Regions from separate parts of the Mus musculus genome. Here region 2 is linked to region 1. The links are chromatin contacts, called in public ChIA-PET maps. All regions are on one chromosome and are shown on one strand. Each heading gives the region's core, a stretch centred on a gene start, on an enhancer-like site or on the middle of the called end of the contact. The rest is flanking DNA. Distances are from core to core; before and after follow the strand shown.

Region 1 (5,989 bases), core at 369-2,868:
GGCCTTTACCAGAAGAGACACGAGAAAGATGGTGTCTTAGTCAGGGTCTCTATTCCTGCACAAACATCATGACCAAGAAGCAAGTTGGGGAGGAAAGGGTTTATTCGGCTTACACTTCCATGCTGCTGTTCATCACCAAAGGAAGTCAGGTCTGGAACTCAAGCAGGTCAGGAAGCAGGGGCTGATGCAGAGGCCATGAAGGGATGTTCCTTACTAGCTTGCTTCCTCTGGCTTGCTCAGCCTGCTCTCTTATAGAACCCAAGACTGCCAGTCCAGAGATGGTCCCACCCACAAGGGGCCTTTCCCCCTTGATCACTAATTGAAAAATGCCTTAGAGTTGGATCTCATGGAGGCATTTCCTCAACTGAAGGTCCTTTCTCTGTGATAACTCCAGCTGTGTCAAGTTGACACAAAACTAACCAGTATAGATGGCCACTGTCTTCACCAGGTGAAGCCATGGCAAATCATGAAAAGGGTGCTCACCACGAATAGAATCAACAGGTACCTTGACTTGGACAGCCTCGCCTCAGAATTGTCAGAAACCAAATGCCTGCTGTTTAAACCGCCTAGCTTATGTTGTTAATTGTAGCAGGCTAAGTGTAACAGATGTTCATGGTCAATTAATTAATAATTAGTTATTAATAATGATGCACAGTAGTACCTGACTTTTGTATGTTTCTGATTTTATCTACAGTTGCATGCCTATATGTGCTTTTATATTCCACATTTAGGAAGTTTTCTCCTCAAATGTTAACTGGTTATCTCTGGATAGAAAGGGGTGTGGTCAAAGAGTTTCCTGGGTAAAAGCCACAAGTCAGCAGCCCTAATACGCCAAGCTCTAATCATCCAGCCCAATATGTCAATTGGAAAGCAAGCAGTAGAGAAAAGCAGGGTGAGGCGAATGCCCTGGAAAAACAAGCACAAGAAAAAAGAGGTTCAGTCACCCGAGTTCATCTCCAGGATGCCAACATAAGCTTCAGGCTTAAACAGAAAGGATTTGGCCGGCGGGGTGGGGGTGGGATGCTCGGGGGAATGAGTTATCTATAAGTCTTGGTGCTGTAAAGTGTGTATGCATTCGTATATGTATATACATGTACATTTACGTATACATATGTTTATAGACAATTCCTTAAGAAGGAGAAAGACACTTCTGAGGAAGGGGTTGGAGAGCTGGAAAAGACCCACAGTCTTCTGCCTCCATGGCCCTGATCCTTTATAGGTCCTTTACATTCTCCCACATTTTCACATCTGGGAACTTCACCACCTTGCTCTGTTTTATTGCTGGTGGTGAAGGTGGTGTGTGTGTGTGTGTGTGTGTGTGTGTGTGTGTGTGTGTGTCTGTATGTGTGTGCCTGTGTGTGTCTGTGTGTGCCTGTGTGTGTGTGTGTGTGTGTGTATGTATGTTTATGTGTGTGTCTGTGTGTGTGTGTGTGTCTGTGTCTCTGTGTCTGTGTGTCTGCATGTGTGTGCCTGTGTGTGTCTGTGTCTGTGTGTGTGTGTGTGTCTGTGTGTGTCTATGTGATAAAGGCATTTGCCTTCTTTCTTATGGTAATCTTGATGCCTGCTTCTCCACACCCTGAGCTCATGCCACGCTGGTCAGGATGTGGTCTGGGTGGCCACACACTGTGTTGGTTCTGTGAAGTGATCAAAGGGAGTCCTTATTTCTTGAGGAGGCAAGCTCCTTCTCAAGAGGCACTCCTTGCCATCATAATATAACTGTCCTCTTCTGGAGGGTGGTCTGTCCTTCCAGGCTTTTCTGCTCCTGGAGTCAAAATGACTGAAGGTCTTGCACAACGGCTGTGGGCTGCCTGGGGCTGGAACAGGTCATTGGAGAACACAGGCAGGAAGAAGTGTCAGTTAGTTCTTTGCTGTCAAAACAAAAACTTAGGGGACGTTTAGAAACTTGCTTATAAAACAACTGAGGGCAGAATTCAGCTCACATTGCTTAACTTTAAAAAATATATACACTATTTAAAAAAACAAACTAGAATTAGCTATCCATAATGCTGGATCCATTCAATATTCAGGACATTATAGATATTCCTAGGATGGTGTTTTGTTCCAACACATCACTTGCAGGTTGATAATGTATTCGGTAATCCTAACTGCTGAATGTCACTGCTGAGCAGTACAGTACGCTGCATAGTGTTGGGTGTTTAGATGTAACCACTCAGGCTTTCCACCCACACCCCAGTTCCTGAATAATGACTCAGAATCTTATTTATTAATGAGTAAATGCCTAGGCCTTAAACTAGGCTTGTTTTCTGACTAGCTTGTATCTTAATACTTTTCTATGTCTTCCACATGGCTAGTTACCGCTCCTCGATTTCACATGTCTGACTTTCAAGTCCAGGTGGGAATCTTTTCCTGTGACTAACTATATCCCAGAGTTCCTCTCTCTTTGCTGGATGTCCCACCTTCTGCCTCAGCTTATTGGCTACCAGATTTCTATTGACAGCTGATGCTTCCATGTAGTACATGAGAGATTATCCCTACATTTAACTTTATAATTGGACGGCTATGAGCTGTGACTTTCTGTGACTTGCTGTGACAAGCAGCATGAAGAAGTATGATGCAGAATATCAACAATCCAAGAATAGATCAAAACTCAAGTGAGGCACAGCAAAATGATGTCCTCTGGACGTGACCTGGCTGAGGCACTCCTACCACACTGCAGCTGCACTTAACTCTATGAGACCAGCACAAAGTTGGGCCCGCCAACATGTCATCATGGATGGTGGAGGGGCCCAAGAAGCCCCACCATTCCCTGACAGCTAATATTGCCTGAAGAGAAAGTATCATTTTCTTCAGTAATATATACATCACTGAAAAAATATATATCACTGAAAAACTATATCCAGTGATATATATACATATATACACATATACGTATATACATATATAAATATAAAACATATATGTGTGCATATATCCACACATGCTTGCACACACACAAACACCCCACACACATATCCCCAGTGGTAAATTGACCATGTTCCAGTAAACAACTCCAACCATGCTCATGCAGGAGACCCTGAGGAAACTCAGTAGGCCTCACACGCCCAAAATAAATGGAGCTAGAAGGATGGATTGTTGGAAAGAAGAAGGATTTCTGCAGGAGATGGGGCACAAGACAGGGAAATGGATTAAGAGTAATTATAAACAGGTATGAAGTAGTCAAAGGATAAAAATAAGTAAATATTGAAAATTCACAAGAAAAAGAGCAAAATTCAGTATCTAGCTTCTGTGGGTTGTCTAGCACTTTCACATCATAAAGTGAAAAATGCCAAGGAAGACCATTGTAAGCCGGAACCCATCTTTACTATCCTAAAAATTAGGTCCTTCCTGGTTGTTTTTGTTTGTTTGTTTGTTTTGTTTTTGGACTAAAATCCCCATTCTTCAGCAAAAAGATAGTGGTCATAAAATCCCTATTCTTCAACAAATAATGGAGGTCAGACGTGGTAATACTTTGCCGGTGAGTAGGAGACCAGGGATGACACCCTCAGAAATTCTTTCCCTTGTTGTTGGGAGAGAAGTAAAGGAGAGGCTATGAAAATGGCCAGGGGTGGGCCCAGGACTGGAGCCCTCCATGATGATACAGATCCCTTCACCTCAAAGAGTCATGGTGCAGTCTGATATGCTGGAGCTATAAAGAATGGTAACCTTGTAAAGAGTGCGGCGTTGAAAGAGAGTAGAAGGGAGGGGAAGGGATGGGAGGATTTTTACAGCAGAAACCTTGACAAGCAGGACCCCAGCCTTGTGATCAAGGTCAACATCCACTGTCAGAAACCAAACCAAACCAAACGTCACACATCTATGAGATGACGCTGTGAAAACAGAAGTTTACTTCTGTGGTTTTCCCCCAAACTGTAGCCAAGCGTCATGATGATGATGATGATGAAGATGATGAAAATAACAATAGTGACGACAACAACAGCAACCACCTCTAGGCAAAGCCAGGCAGTGCTGACATTCACCTTCAAAGTCAGACAGATCCCTTTAGGCCACCCTGGACTACTGACACCGGACCTGCGGCCATGTCCTGACACTGGAACACCCACCTACTTGTTCACTCCCTCACAAAGCACATACTAACCCCTGCTATATTGGCTACTTTTCTAATTGCTATGATCAATGACTGGACAAAGAAACTTAGGGAAGGAGGAGTCTGCTTTGGCTTCCATCTAAAGGATGCAGTTCCCCATGGCAGGGGATTCTCTGCAGCAGGACTGTGAGGCAGCTGGCCACATTCCGTCCACAGTCAGGCAGCAGGGGGTGTGTTGGGGGGTGTGAATGCTGGTACTCAGCTCTCGTTTTCCCTATTGGTTGATTCCAAGTCTTCTGCCCATGGGATGGGGTTGATGGGCATGACGAGCTGCTGCCAGCGACAACCAGACAGGATCCTAGCATCCCTGTCCTCTGAGAGGCTCCACCCAGCAGAAGATGGAAACAGATGCAGAGACCCACAGCCAAACATTAGATGGTGCTCAAGTCTTGTGGAAGAGTTGAGGGAAGGATTGAGGGACCTGAAGAGGACAGTGACTCCACAGGAAGACCAACAGAGACAACTGGACTCACACTCCCTGAGACTGAACCACCAACCAGAGCATACATGAACTGGATCTAGGCCCCCTGCACATATGGAGCAGAAATGCAGCTTGGTCTTCATGTGGGTCCCCTAACAATTAGAGCAGGGTCTGTCCCTGAATCTGTTGTCTGCCTGTGCATCCCATTTCTCTAACTAGGCTGCCTTGTCTGGCCTCAGTGGGAGAGGATGCACCTAATTCTATAATGACTTGAGGTGCCAGGGTGGGGTGATACCCAGGGAGAACCTTCACCTTCTCAGAGGAAAGGAGAAGAGGGGGGTTGGGGGAGGAGCTATGTAAAGGGAGGGGGGATGCCTGATATTGGTATGGGAAGTGAATTAATTAATTAATTAATTTTGTTTGTGTTGTTGTTGTTTTCGAGACAGGATTTCTCTGTATAGCCCTGGCTGTCCTGGAACTCACTCTGTAGATCAGGCTGGCCTGGAACTCAGAAATCCATTTGCCTCTGCCTACCAAGTGCTGGGATTAAAGGCATGCGCCACTACTGCCCGACAAATTAATTAATTTTTAAAAATGGGTATGATGGTACATAACTTTAATCTCAGCACTCAGGAGGCAGAGGAAGGCAGAGTGCTGAGGCACTCTTGTCTATATAGCAAGTTCTAGGCCAGCAGGGCTATATAATGAGACCTTTTCTTAAATGATAATGATGATGGTGGTGGTGGTGATAATGATGGTTTTCCCCACATCAATTAAGCCAAGCTAAAAGCTCCCTCACAAACAATCCCAAAGATGGCTTCCTAGATTCCAGATTCCATCAAGTTGACAATCAAAATCAGCCATTACATATAGTAGCACTTTACACTCCAACAGCTTCCTTTAAGCTCCTCGGTGCTCCTCTAGTTTGCCATAGCCAGGGAAAGGAGAGCCAAGAGAAGTTCTGTTGTTCTGCTTGCTGCAACCATTTTTCTAAATATTTATTTAGTTTTAATTTTTATGGTTATATGAGAACCTGTGTGACTTCAGATGCACTGTGTGCATGCAAGAGTACACAAAGCCAGAAGAGGGTACCAGGTCCTCCAGAAATGGAGTTACAGATGGTTGTGAGCCAGCATGTGAGTGGTAGCAACTGAGGCTCCGCACTCTGAAGAGCAGTAAGTACTCTTTTTTTGGGGGGGGTTGGGTTTTGTTGTTGTTGTTTTGGATTGGTTTGGTGTTGTTCTTGTTGTTGTTGGGGTTTTGGTTTGGTTTGGTTTGGTTTGGTTTGGTTTTGGTTTTTCGAGACAGGGTTTCTCTGTGTAACCCCAGCTGTCCTGGAACTCACTCTGTAGACCAAACTGGCCTCAAATTCAGAAATCCGCCTGCCTCTGCCTCTGCCTCTGCCTCTGCCTCTGCCTCTGCCTCTGCCTCTGCCTCTGCCTCTGCCTCTGCCTCTGCCTCTG
Region 2 (6,474 bases), core at 1,687-4,186, 140 kb after region 1:
ACTCCCCATTAGTCACTGCTGCCCATCAGTTGGGACTCTGAAATGCCCTCCAGAGGTTCCTGTGTTGAAACTGTGGTCTCCGATGTAAGGCTCTGGAAAAGTAGACAGAGCAGAAGGCTCTGGTCTCATCAGGGAATCAGTGCATTGATAACTTCCTAAGTTGTTGGGGTATTTGGGAGATGCTGGAATTTAGGACATGGGACGTGACTGAAGGGAGAAGTTCTTGGGAGCATGCTTTTCAAAACTATATCTTCTCCCTGGATCCTTTCTCTCTCTGTGTCTCTGCGTCCTGGTCACCATGGGATAAGTGTCTTCCATCTCCTGTGCCCCACCCTGACACCAGGACATTTGGCCCTGTGGTGACAAGGCCTCAGAGTGATGGAGCCGGGCACAGTGAAACCCACTAGATCTTTCCTTTGTTCCTGTCCCAGGCATTTTGTCACAGTGATGGAAAGCTCACCTAACTGGGGAGGGGTGCATTTAGAGGAGGGCAAATTCAGGAAGAGAACAAGAAACTACATTTGAATTTTGAAAAAAATTGTATTCTGATTTTTGAATCCGGATAGCGTTTTATCTGGCCAAGTTCTATAAAATGCCCACTTTGCAGTAAATCCAGTGATGGAAAGGACCAGACAGGTTGGAAGCTGACCTATGAATGCAGGTTAAACACAAAGCCCTCACTTGGGACTCCCTACTTAGGAATTCCTCTTCTGTCAGAGGTTTGTCCTGGTTGACATGGAGCTGACTTAACCAGGAGCCACAGGGCAAAGGGCTCTGCGGAGAGCTGGAGGTTGAAGCACACACCACTTCATGTGTGCTGTTGGACTTTAAATGAGTTCAGGCCTACGATGGAGATCTCTGATGGCCTCAGCCTGTGTGGGATGACTCTGGGGGTGTGGGGTTCTCTTCAGGACCACATTAACCACACAGCTGTCCACCTTCTAAGAATGTGGGCTGTCATTCAGTGGTGGGTTTTGGAGTCATGTTTGAACAAAGTGCACATCCAGTAACATAATTACTCAAGGAAGCTAGAAACCACCTTCCAAAGGTGTTAGGAGTTTTGGCCCTTTAGAAACTATTAACATGGAATAGTGAGGCTTTACTGTTTACTACTAAGTGGGAAAAAGAATAAACTACAAAATAATACACATTCATTCCTTCTCTTTAAAAGGTGTGAGTGTTGACACATTTTTATTTACTTTAGAAAACAACCCCAAAGCAAAGCGCCTGTGTGTTAACCTTAGTTCCCTGATGCAGGGCTTGAGTGATTTTGCGGGTCAGCCGTAGGTTTGTTTGTTTTACGACATGGTCTCACTTGGCTGCCCTGGAATTACGTAGAGCAAGCTGACTTTGAATAGTCTACCCCTGCCTCCAGAGTGCTGGTATTAAAGACATGGCCACTATGCTGGACTACATAATGCACACCACAGGTGCTTTTTGAGGGGGGAAAAAAGATGTAATGTTAGTTTTATTTAAAAGTATTTTTTTAAAGAGGGGCATGTCTTTGATCCCAGCATTCGGGAAGCAGAGATGAGTGGAACTCTGTGAGTGAATTCGAGGCCAGTCTGGTCTACAAGAGTCCAGGACAGCCAGGGCTACACAGAGAAACCCTGTCCTTTTTTCTTTTTCTTTTCTTTCTTTCTTTCTTTCTTTCTTTCTTTCTTTCTTTCTTTCTTTCTTTCTTTCTTTCTTTCTTTCTTTCTTTCTTCCTTCCTTCCTTCCTTCCTTCCTTCCTTCCTTTCCTTCCTTCCTTCCTTCCTTCCTTCCTTCCTTCCTTCCTTCCTTCTTTCCTTTCTTTTCTTTCTTTCTTTTTTTAAGTTCTTGATTGTTTTTTGAAACAGGATCTCACATGCAAACTCTACATACAGTCAAGGATGGCCTTAGACTACAGACCTCACCTTCTGCCTCTTGGGTGCTGGGACTGCACACCTGGATCAATATCCGGGATTTTAGAGCAAAAAAGAGTCTACAGACTCTTCTGGAAACAACAAAGCAAACCCACCAGCCAGTACTTTAGAAGCTATAATGGGATCAATGATCAATGATCATAATGAAAGATGCCCTGAAGGTGTTTTGTTGGAGAAAGAGCTTTCGCTCCGGAACCCCATCTCGCCTGTCCCCAGCTACTGGCTACTCACGTGCCCACCACCACGCTGGCGCCCTCCAGCACCGCCAGGCTGCGCAGCGCAGACCCGGTCAGGAAGCGCTCGCCGCGGGCACACACCAGCACCACTTGCTGTGCGTTCTCCAGCAGGAGGCGGTGGCTGCTCGTCATTGTCGCTCTAGCCGCTGGCGGGCTGCGGAGGACAGGAGAGCCTGCGAGCTGTGGCTCCCGGGCAGGGCGGGGCGGGGCTGGGCAGCGTGGGGCGGGAGCTGGCCAGCAGCCAGTGACCGGGACAGGAGCAGTGCCAACCAGAGCGCCTGGAATAAAGTTGGAATAAACTTTATTGTGGACGCCAGTCTTTTCAGGTCTCCTTTCCAGGTTTGGAGTAAAGGAGGTGATGGTTATATCACCCCCTCCCCAACCCCTAACTTCTGGATTAAAAACAAAACAAAACTGAAATTTAGCCACCACCGGAAGTGATCAAGTTGGGCGAGGTAGATGCGGTGCAGTGGCCAAGTGAAGTGTTGTTGGGAAGGGCTCACACAGAGACGTCAGTGGTGTGTGTGTGTGTGTGTGTTACAGTGACAGAAACAGAGGCAGACACAGTGGGGTGTGTGTATGCGTGTGGTGTGAGTGTGCATGGTGTGTGTGTGTGTGTGTATGTATGTATGTGTGTGTGTTAGACACAGTGACAGAAACAGAGACAAAAACACACTGTGCCCTGGGAGCTGGAACTTGAACCTAGCAAACTTGCGCTGACAGGCGACAGGGGCACGGGGCAGAGGCTCACGGTGTCCGCGTGACCCTCCTAGCCTGGCTGCGGGTGCCACGCGTGTTCGGTTGGCCAGATCGGCGCTTGGGCCTGGTAGTAAGCGGTTCCCAGGATGAAGGGAGCCTGGAGCAGGGAAGGATGAAGCTGAGACACAGAGTATCAGTTTGGTGCCTCTGTCTGCTTTGTCCCGACCGCCTTCTTGAAGGATAGGTCTCAACAGTGATCCAGACTTGTTGAGGTAAAACCAGATTTGACCCGGGTGTCTGACACTCCCCCCCTCCTCCCGAGTGTGGTGGCTTTCACACACACCACTGCACTCAAGGTTGTAGACAGACAGTATCCAGATTGTTTAAAGAACTGGCAGGCAGGATTTGTAAAGAATACATACACACACACACACACACACACACACACACACACACACACACACATACACATATACACACACACATAAATTTTTTGAGATTACAATGACATCATTTCCTGATTTCCTCTTAAACCACCCTTGTTCTCTTTCAAATTCAAGACCTTTTCTATGGTGTGTGTGTGTCCCTAAATACATAAATACAGCCCACTTGGTCTGTATAATGCTATTTGTACATATGTGGTTTTAGGGCTTCCCCCCCCCTTGGTCTTTTTTCTCTTGTTGAGATAAGTCTCACTGTGTAGCCCTGGCTGTTCTGGAGCCCTTTATGTAGATCAGGATAGCCTTTTAATTCAGATCTCTCTCTCTCTCTCTCTCTCTCTCTCTCTCTCTCTCTCTCTCTCCCTGGTTCCCCACCCCCACTCACACACACACACACACACACACACACACACACTGCACATCAGTGCTGAGACTAAAGACTATATCACCCTTAAGTTATTTAGTTTCTATGGTATGTTTCCTAAAAAGATAAGAGATTTTCTTCCCTTGCCCAGGCCAACAAATACTACAAGAGATGGGGGTGGCAGGGTCAAGGACTGAAAACAATACCATAAAAGCAGGCTTACTCTGCAAATCACAAAGATAATTTTGGGTCACCTTATAGCCATTAATAAAACAGACAGTAAAAATAGCTTCCGACAGACTAGAAGCAAATGTCCTTTAGGTCCACACCATGTTCTATAAGAAAATAGAGATGGGGTAGAAAAAAACAAAACAAAAACAAAAGAAGGAAGTTATAAAATAATGTGAGTGAAAACCTCAACAGCTGCTCACAAAGCAGAAACACAACCACAAATGTCTGTGTACTGCCAAGAGAGAGAGAGAGAGAGAGAGAGAGAGAGAGAGAGAGAGAGATTAACCAGGGGTGGTAATAGAGCTATGTGAGTTTCAGTCTAGCCTGGTCTACACAGTGACTCACTGTCAAAGAAAAAAATTAAAAGAAGAAAGGGGGTGGGGTGTAGAAATGGCAGAGGGTAGAAACAGAGTCACTTATGGTTAGAGAATTTTTATACTCTAAAATTTTAGCTAACCTGTTAACTTTTGGCAGGCAAAGGTAATTGCAGGGATAAAAGATGGGTTCACACTGGGGTTCAACAAATGCCTACTTCTGTTAGTTCTCCCCTGACCTGTTCTCAGGAAATCAATTGAAAATTTCCCCGAGGCACGGTTGTCTTCGCCTTATATAGCCACGCTTGCTTGTAGTTTGTGGATTTGTTTGACCTTCAGATAAAACGTGGGTCACTCGGGCTAATACTCGCATGTAAAGGAACAGTGGACATAGCTATTTTAATGCTATTTTCCTTGATTGACAGTTAGCTTAGGGATCTGACTGGCTAAAGTACCAGTTTCTCCCCTGGCTTCATAGAATGTACCACACACTGTGCTTTTATGGTTTATATATTCCCAGGAAGCCTAAAAAGGAATTATCCTTCTTTTTCATGGGTAGTTATGTCAGTGGGTGGCCTGAACGCATCAGATTGACTGTCCAAGGAGGCGCTGCCTGAGAGCTGCTTGCAAACAAAAGGTACAGGAAGTATAGACACAGGAAGCTTTAGGACCAAAGACTTGATCGTGCATGCGTGAGGCTCAGCTGTTAAAGAGTCCTTATTGTTCTTCCAAGGAGCCAAGGTCAGATCCCAGAATCCACATTAGGCCACTCACAAGTGCCTGTAACCCTAACTCCAAGGAATCAGACACCCTCTACAGACACTTGACTCATATGTACACATACACACACCCCATTAAAAAAAAAGATTTATTTATTTATTTAGTCTATATGAGTAAACTGTAGCAGTACAGATGGTTGTGAGTCATCATGTGATTGCTGGGAATTGAACTCAGGACCTCTGCTTGCTCCGGCCCCTGTTCACTCCTGCCCAAAGATTTATTTATTATTATATTTAAGTACACTGTAACTGTCTTCAGACACACAAGAAGAAGGTGTCAGATCTCATTAGGGATGGTTGTGAGCCACCATGTGGTTGCTGGGATTTGAACTCAGGACCTTCAGAAGAGCAGTCAGTGCTCTTAACCCCTGAGCCATCCCTCCAGCACCCCCCCACACACACACACCATTTTAAAGCACCAAAATTCTTGGTACTCTCCAGCATCCTCCTAGCACAGCCTTTACACTCCTGCATCACCAGACTCACATCAGGACCCCCTCCCGCTGGCCTCCCTTTTCTTCTTGACCCTTTATTCTCAGTTAAGTTTTTCTTTTTTCTTTTTTTCCCCCTTCGGTTTACTGAACAGGCCATCAGAAAGGTCAGCAGAAAAGTCCACACAAAACAGCAAGCCTGACGCCAGCAGGGTGAAATGAGGTCAAGCAAGCAGGTGTTTGCTCACCCTTCTGATCCGCTTTTGACCTAATAAAAGAGGCGGGCCATAGAGCAGGCCAAGGACCCAGGGGTCCCTGGCTTGTGGGTAAACAACAAACTGCTGGCTCAGATAGATCCACACCGTTGAAGGCCACAGTTCACAGCTTTTCCTCCTAGTATTTGTCCATGGTGGGTGGAGGTGGGGAGAAAGATGGGGAGGGCATTGCAGTCAGGGAGAACTGGTCCATAGAACAGCGGGTCTCAACCTTCCCAACGCTGAGACTGTTCAGTGTAGCTCCTCGTGCACGCTGCAGTGACCTCCAAACATAAAGTGATTTCTATTGCTGCTTCCTAACTGCAACGTTGCTACCATTATAAATTGTAATGTAAATATCTGTGTTTTCCAACAGTCTTAGGCAACCCCTGTGAAAGTCATTCAGTCCCCTCAAAGGGGTCCAGACCCACAGGTTGAGAACATCTACAACTAGATACTGGCTACAAACTGAAAACCTAACTTTTGATTATACACCACCACCAAGGTGGTGTTTTCTTATACAGAGGGCATTGCCCAACTGCCTTCTTCTGGATGGAGCTAGTGGACTCTCTTCTACCTCCCTTCTGTCTTCCACAGACCTCCTTAGTCAGGAGATAAATACGAAAGGAAAGACAGGCATCTCAGACTCCCAAAGCATCAGTTTGTCATCAATTTTCCTGTACTAGTGTGGAATTTTTAAAGATTTCACTAGCCTGTTATTTACCTTTGCAGCTGAGTTGCTTTCTCAAACTTCTTGTTTTCACTTTATTTATTTATATACTTTTATTTATTTATTTTGGCCATTCTTTGAATTTTACA

The links. ChIA-PET counts read pairs in DNA pulled down with a chosen protein or histone mark.
Region 2: a contact with region 1 is called in an RNA polymerase II ChIA-PET map of memory CD8 T cells, with 80 read pairs. The contact joins the promoter of Ccdc38 here to the enhancer-like site in region 1. A contact is called at or near these places in 2 of 39 promoter capture datasets (the 3T3-L1 cell line and hippocampal neurons), 4 of 115 datasets of contacts at active chromatin or transcription factors (bone marrow-derived macrophages, effector CD8 T cells, embryonic stem cells and 1 more) and 3 of 9 other capture datasets (adipose tissue, liver and pancreatic islet).

Annotation. Positions count from the first base shown.
Region 1 is chr10:93,401,248-93,407,236 of GRCm38.p6, forward strand. No RefSeq gene overlaps it. Among named protein-coding and RNA genes, the nearest start is that of Gm40742, 27 kb to the right of the region's middle. Within about 2 kb of position 1,619, at least 63 of the 459 cell types and tissues checked have an H3K27ac peak or open chromatin away from gene starts, as enhancers often do. A contact at or near this core is called in bone marrow-derived macrophages, effector CD8 T cells and memory CD8 T cells, where this site is marked.
Region 2 is chr10:93,537,696-93,544,169 of GRCm38.p6, forward strand. It overlaps Ccdc38 (coiled-coil domain containing 38), which reads left to right and starts at 2,937. Exons shown (of 16, transcript NM_175488.6): 1 at 2,937-3,114. It overlaps Amdhd1 (amidohydrolase domain containing 1), which reads right to left and starts at 2,338. Exons shown (of 9, transcript NM_027908.1): 1 at 2,139-2,338. The coding sequence starts at 2,275.